Linked DNA regions of Sus scrofa: region 1 is linked to region 2. The links are chromatin contacts, called in public HiChIP or PLAC-seq maps. All regions are on one chromosome and are shown on one strand. The core of a region is the stretch at or near the end of the contact, and the rest is flanking DNA. Distances in the headings are between cores, read along the strand shown.

Evidence for each region. HiChIP or PLAC-seq counts read pairs in DNA pulled down with a chosen protein or histone mark.
Region 1: a contact with region 2 is called in an H3K27ac HiChIP or PLAC-seq map of alveolar macrophages. The contact joins the promoter of MOB2 here to the promoter of TOLLIP in region 2. A contact is called at or near these places in 1 of 47 Hi-C or Micro-C datasets (fetal heart ventricle) and 1 of 2 datasets of contacts at active chromatin or transcription factors (alveolar macrophages).

The regions. Positions count from the first base shown.
Region 1 is chr2:992,310-995,537 of Sscrofa11.1, reverse strand. It overlaps MOB2 (MOB kinase activator 2), which reads left to right and starts at 1,864. Exons shown (of 5, transcript XM_021082597.1): 1 at 1,864-1,965. The coding sequence starts at 1,949.
Region 2 is chr2:862,811-866,150 of Sscrofa11.1, reverse strand. TOLLIP (toll interacting protein) reads left to right here and starts at 1,814. Exons shown (of 7, transcript NM_001315800.1): 1 at 1,814-1,846. The coding sequence starts at 1,814.

The sequences.
Region 1 (3,228 bases), core at 615-3,114, 130 kb before region 2:
AGGTGACTTGTCACCTCTGAGCAGTGTGCACGGGATGGACTGGTCTCATCCAGAGAGCAAGAGACCCGCGGCCATGCCAGCTCTGAACGTGCCCCAGATGGAAAAGAAGATTTAGCCGAGGCTGCACTACAAGCCGTGCTATCACTTGGCACTTACAACTCAGCGGATCCAGGGGTGCTTGGCGGAGGCTGTGGCAGCTCTAACAGACGGCGAGACAGGAGGCCCCAGGCTTTTGGAGCAAAGCCACATCCTCTTACAAAATAAATCATGATTCTTGAAGATGCGAGTGTCGGCTTGCCCCTGGGCTCCACCTCAGACCATACACGAGACCAGGGGCCATCTCCTGTCTATGTGATCCGAACTGCCCATTGTGGACTGGCTGACACGCAGCCATAAAGTGGGGTGTGCCCCGCAGTAAACCGCCACCGAGGGGAAGGCGGATGGACCTTGAGCACAGGTAAGTTGCCTGAGCTGGTGCGTCGCCCTCCCAACATGCCGAGTCACAGCTCCCTGCTTCCCCATCTCCAGCCTCAACCTGTGACCTCCTGAAGTTTCTTATGACATTATTATTCCCGTGACACGAACAAAGCACCCGAGTCACAGGGACAGTGAGTACGTGGAGGAGCAGGGACCTGAAGCCCAGGCCACCAAGGGGACGTGGGATCACTGGTGGTGGGGCAGAGAAGGATGGTGCACCTGGGGGACAGCAGCTGGATGCAGGCGGGGTCCCCCAGGGCTCGCATTCCTCGGGGGGATGGTTAGGGCCATTGTCCCGGGGAGAAATACAAGCCAAGGAGTGAGGAGTGGGTGGTTACAGGCAAAGGCATGCATCTCAGCCCCGGCCACCTGCCCAGTTCTAGAGGTAAGGCCCCTGGCCTGCGTCTGCGTGCCGTTCCTGTCTGAATTAGTACATGTGAAATGAGTCCCCTCGTTCTTTGTCTTTCCTCACTGTTTTATCTCAGGTGGTCCAGTGTGCAGTGTCCCCCCCCCACCGTGAGCTTCCCAATCACAGGGGCAGTAAAGGGGGCAAGGAGCTCTCTCTGCCTCTGGCACTGGCCGAAGAGACTCAGGGTGGGCCTTGGAGGGGCAGGCCAAGGGCCCCACGATGGCAGCATGTCATTGCATTCCAAGCTCTGGATCCCGGATCCTCGTTCTCAGCCTGCGGCTCCTGCCGGCGGATGGAGATGGCTCCTGTGCTTCCCTGCAGAGGCAGCAGAGGCTCAGCCCTTTCTTTCGGGAAGGAAGCTGCCCTGGCAGATTTCTGTTTGCCTCACTGGCCGTCACCACCTCCGGCCCTGGTTGCTGTCGGGGAGGCTGGATGACGAGGTGTCACCTGCTGGTCTCCACCACCGAGGGAGCAGGACAGCGGGGCTCTCGGGTCACGGGAGAGGCCACTGGGAAGGCTGCCGGCCTGGGAGGTTCTCCAGTTCTGCAGGCCGTGCTGGGAGCACCCCAGTACTGTCCTGCGTTCCTTTCACCTGAACCTTTCTGTGCTGGGCACGGACAGCTCAGCCTTCCCGGGCCTGGAGAGCAGGCCAGGTGGCAGGAGGGGACCCCGAGGAGAGGGGAGGGGCTGCTTCCCTCTGGAGAGATGGGGCAGCCAGGCCGGAGGGGACAGCCGCGGTGTGTGTGTTTTGGGGGGGGCAGTCTGGGTGTGGGCGGACAGCCAGAGTGCAGGGGGAACATCCCCCGTGGTGACGGGCCAGCCACATTCGGGCTCCGGCGGGCAGGCGGGGCCGGGGGCGGCCCGACGAGGCGGCAGGGCTGCCGGGGCCGCCGGGACTACATTTCCCAGCAGGCCGCGCGCCTCACGTCACTTCCGGCGGCGTCCGCGGCGCGCGTGTGGGAGTGAGTGAGCGAGTGTTTACTTCCGGCCGCCGCCGCCGCCGCCGCCGCGGGCTGAGGGCCGAGCGAGTCGGGCGGCGGGCGCGGCGGGCCCCGCGCAGCCATGGACTGGCTCATGGGGTGAGTCGGGCGGCCGGGCGGCCGGGCGGGCCGGGCCGCGGGAGGGGCTGCGGGGCGCGCCGCGGGCGGCCCGGGTCAAGGGCATTGGGCCGGGCGGAGCGGGCTGGGCCGGCGAGGGGCGTCCGGGGGTCGGGCGCGGGGCCGCGGCTCCTGGGAGCGGGGCCGGGGGCCGGGCCAGGAGCGGGACCGCGTCCGGCCTGCAGCTCGGGCGGCGCGCGGAGCCGCCGGTCCGGAGCCGGCGCAGGGCAGGCGGCCACACCTCGCCGCTGGGTGTCGGGCGGCGGGGGAGGTCGGACGGGGCTGCTCTCGCCGGGCGCTGCGGGGAACGAGCTTCTGGAAGAAATAACTTTGACGTTGGCGCAGAACAGTTCCGTAAGAGCGAGGAAAAGCGGCGCAACAACCCAGCTGTGTCGACGCGTCGGCCAGGGCGAGGTTGGTGTCCCCCGCGGGCGGCCGGCCGCAGGGCGGAGTAGGAAGGAAGCATCAGCACCGGAGCCCGGGCTGGGCTCTCTCTCCGTCGGCTTTTGTGTTTCGCTGGCTGGGAGTTAGGTAAACATGTAAAACGTCACGTCGTCTTCCAATAGTCGTTCTGCCTAAAACGATCCTTTTTGTTTTTTTAAACTTTTCGCGGATGGGAAAGGGCCGGCGCTGTTCACCAGCAGCGTGGGCCGTCTCCATCGGTAGCTAGCTCCGACTCGAACAGCACCCTGGGGAGTGCTGGAGTCAGGTTCGTTCCTCCAGTGGCCCGAGGTGGCTGTTTTGTGGTCTTCGGGCAGGTGCAAGGGCTTGTCTAGACCCTGAAGTCCTGGAAGGGAGGTGAAAGGTCCGGGGTGTGTTTCTGCCTCTGTCCGGCCCTTGCAGGTGTAGACGGAGTGGAGGGTGCTGTCAGGAGAGCCAGGGAGGTGAATGAACCCACCCCCGCCTGCAGGTTCAGTCCGGGAGGGGTGTGGAAGCAGCATGGGGGGAGAATCAGGAGGCCAGAGAAAGGCGCTGAGTGTGGTGGGGCGGGCCTAGAGCCAGAGCGCGGGGTCAGGGCAGCGTGTGGGTGATGCAGGGGCCAGCAAGGCGCAGCACCGCTCCTCTCGCTTCTTGTAGGGCCATCCCAGCCTTATCACATTCGCTGTGTGACTTTAGGTGGTCCGTGCTTCACCAGACCTGCTTTTCAGAAGTCGTCTGGGAGGCGGAAGTTCTGGTCCCTGCAGCTGGCGCCGGGAAGGATACACTGAAGCGACAGAGAAGGGCGTTTGGCCCGGTGCTCGGCAG
Region 2 (3,340 bases), core at 565-3,064:
TCTTCTTTACTGCCTTTCAATGACATTTTACATTTTTTCATAACACTTTTTAAAAAAGTTATATGTTTACATCTTTTCTTTTGTTGCTCTCTTCAATGGTGTGTTACAAGACCGTCTCCGCTGGTATCGCTGGTCTCTAGAGGCATGTGCACAAGAGTTTCCATGTGTCTCCCAGAGGCTCGCCAGCTTCCCCTGCCTTCCTCTGTGCCCCGGGCAGCACTTGTCTGCAGACTGCACTGCCAGGTTAGGTCACCGGGAGCGTCTGCACAGACCAGAGCTGGGAAGAGAGCGCGTCAGAGGGCCTGTTCCCCCAGGCCCCTCTCGACACAGACAGGCCTGTGGTTTGGCAGTGGCCTCGTTCCTCTGCCAAGGAAATCTCTTTCTCTGATTCCCGCTCCCTCCCGCTGCCCTGTCAAGATCAGGAGGGGTGTCAGCTTCCTGAGGCTAAGAGCCCCTCCGTGCATCACCAAGGCTTGCTTATTCACTTAAGTCTGCCCTTCACTCACGAAAAGCCCTCCAACGATCTTTCTGCGCCTGCCCTCTGCTCCTTGTTGGGCCCCTGACGGAGAGAGCAATTGCCATCAGAGGCAAGGGCCCCAGAAAACAGACTCGACATGGGATTGCAGAATTGGGCTGCCCATACACTTGATGCGTGTGGGGAAACCCAGCCCTGGGATTCTGTGCCATGCAGGGCACCCCAGTCCCTCCAGTTATCAGCAGTGGTGGCGGTGTGGATATGTGGTGCGTGGTGGGCAAAGAGATAGGTGGTCCAGGAGGGAGATGCTTAGTTGTTACAGTAAATGGGGGGAGAGATTACAGATTACGCAGGGGGCTGGCTACTCCTGAAGGCCCTGGAAAGTATGCACGAAGGAAAAGGACACTTCTAGCCTGGAGGTGTCAGGGCTCTCCAGTCAGACAGGCGGGAACACACATGTAATTCGACAAGATGGGTTTGTTGCAGCCGAGCACTCCGTGGGGATGCACGGGGAACTAGGAGGGCATCAGAAAGGACACCTCGTAGGGTTTGGCCTTTCCTAGGTGATTCTGCAGGGCTGTGCTGTGGATTGGATGCTGTTTAGAAGCTTCTTAAAAACTCCTATCTAGGAGAGCCGACTGCAGGGAGGTTAAAGCTCTAAGTGGGACGTGGCGGCCGTGAACCAGCTCCGGTGGGGAGGCTGGCTGAGAGTGCGCATGTTTCTTCCGTGTCCACACGTGACGGGAGTGGTCCGTGGCCCTGTGTGACGTCGGTGCCTGAGAAAATGCTTATGTCCACCGCAGAGCAGCAGGCCTGGCCGAAGCCGACCCCTCCACGTCCTTCTCGGAGGGACAACAGCAAAGCCCCGTGGGGACCGCACGGACAGCCCTCCTCCCGAAGCCTCCTGGTAGGTCCCGCTGCGGCACGGGCAACAGGCGGTGGCGGGAGGCGCGTCCACCACGCGCGGCGCCGCCGACGGACCCGAGCCTCTCTGCGCCGCGCCCGCCGTCCGCGCCCCGCCCGCGGCTCCACCCCGCCCGGCGCGCGGCGGCCCGCGAGCATGCGCACACGGCCGGCTCGGGAGCCATTTCGCGGGGCTGCGGCGCGGGGGGAGCGACTGCGCAGGCGCCCGGCGGGAGAGCGCGCGCGCGGGAGCGCGGCGCCGGAAGGGGCGGGGCGGCCCGCGCCTGCGCAGTGGGCAGTGCGGGGGCGGGGCCGGCCGTCAGCTGACTGTGGCGGCGGCGGCGGCGTCGCGGGACCACCGTCGGATCGCGGCTCTGCGCGGAGGGTCGCCCGCGCGTCAGCTCTCGGGAGGCGAGGCGCGGGGCCGGCCACACCATGGCGACCACCGTCAGCACGCAGCGCGGCCCGGTAGGCTTCGGCTGGGAGGCGGGCTCCGCGGCCTCCGGGCACAGGCGAGGGCCCGACGCCGGGCTCGGGGCGAGCGGTGGGGGGGGGGGTCCCCGCACTTGGCGGGTCCCTGAGCGGGGAGGCCTGGCACCCGGCGGGTTCCCGGTGGGGGAGGCCCCGCATCTGGCGAGTCCCGGCGCCCAGTGGGTCCCCGAGGGAGGAGGCCTGGCACCCGGAGGGTCCGCAGAAGGGAGCTGGCCCCGAATCCGGTGGGTTCCCCGGACGGAGGAGGCATCCCGTGCCCGGAGTGTCTCTCTGTGGACGAGCACCCTGGAGGCCGAGACTCCCAGGCCCGGCCGTGTCCCCGCTTCTCAAGCCCTCGTTTTCTCCAGTGACACCCGAGGGGTTGGGAGCTGGGAGTGCCCTCTGCTCCCGGGCCGCCCTCCTTCTCTTCTGTGTCCTGGCGCAGCTGACTGCCACTGCGGGGGAGCGGGTCCTGGCGGTGTTGAGACCGGGTGGTGCTCGTGGGTCCTGAGGTTTTTATCACAGCGGCTTCACGCGTGCAGCGGGCCGGCGCCTCCGTCTCTCCGACCTGACGCTGGTGCCTTCGCCTGGCAAGGCCACGGCGGAGGCTGCGTCCACGGCCGCCCAGCTCCTCACCCTTGAACCGGGCTTGGCAGGTCTTGTCTGTGCTGCTCCTGGCGGGACAGGAACGAGTTCCCCAGAAGGCTCTCCTGAGTTTGCCCAGGAGCGGGAAGGTTTTGCCAGAAGCCCCTGGGCACAGCTGCTCTTTCCCAGTGGTTGGCGGGAGCCTGACGGCACTTCCTAGCAGACTCGGGTGTGGAAACGCCCCAGGGTCAGTAGAGAGGCTTCTGGAGCTTGATTTCCGATGTTTCCACGTCCCCGTCCTCACCGCACACAGGGAGCTACAGCAGGTTGCGTGTCCACGGTTTCTCATTTCTAGGCAAGTGGCTCACCAGAGAAGCAAAGGGACAAAATTAGCGGTCCCCCCTCCCCCCCGGGAGCAGTGACATAACACATAATGGTCAGGCCGCCCGGCCCCCTTCCTGGCCTGTCGCCTGTCCTCAGCTTCCTGTGAACGTGGTGCCTCTGGAACCTCACATGGAGGCGAGGGGCTGGTGGCAGGCCCCGTGGTGGGTGAGGACGGAGCTGCGGGTGCTGGGATGTGGGCCTGCGCTCCTGAGCCGTCTGACCAGCCAGCGTGGTGCTTCCTGGCTGGTCTCTCGCAGTGCGCTCGCGGTCTTTCTGTCCGTGTGTCGTGCCCTCCGCGGCCTGCGCTCACGCGGTGAGGCCAGGTCCCCGAGCTGCCAGGGCTCCCGGGTCCTGAGTGCCCTGGAGTCCCTGGGCCTCTCCCAGCACACGGGGCAGTGATGCCCACCACCGGCGTCTCACAGGAGCCACACGGCGAGGCCTGGAGGTGAACAGGGGCCTCCCTGGGCGAGGGTCTTGGAGGAAGTGACCTGCGACCTCAAACTTGAGAAAGGAGCAGGGGCT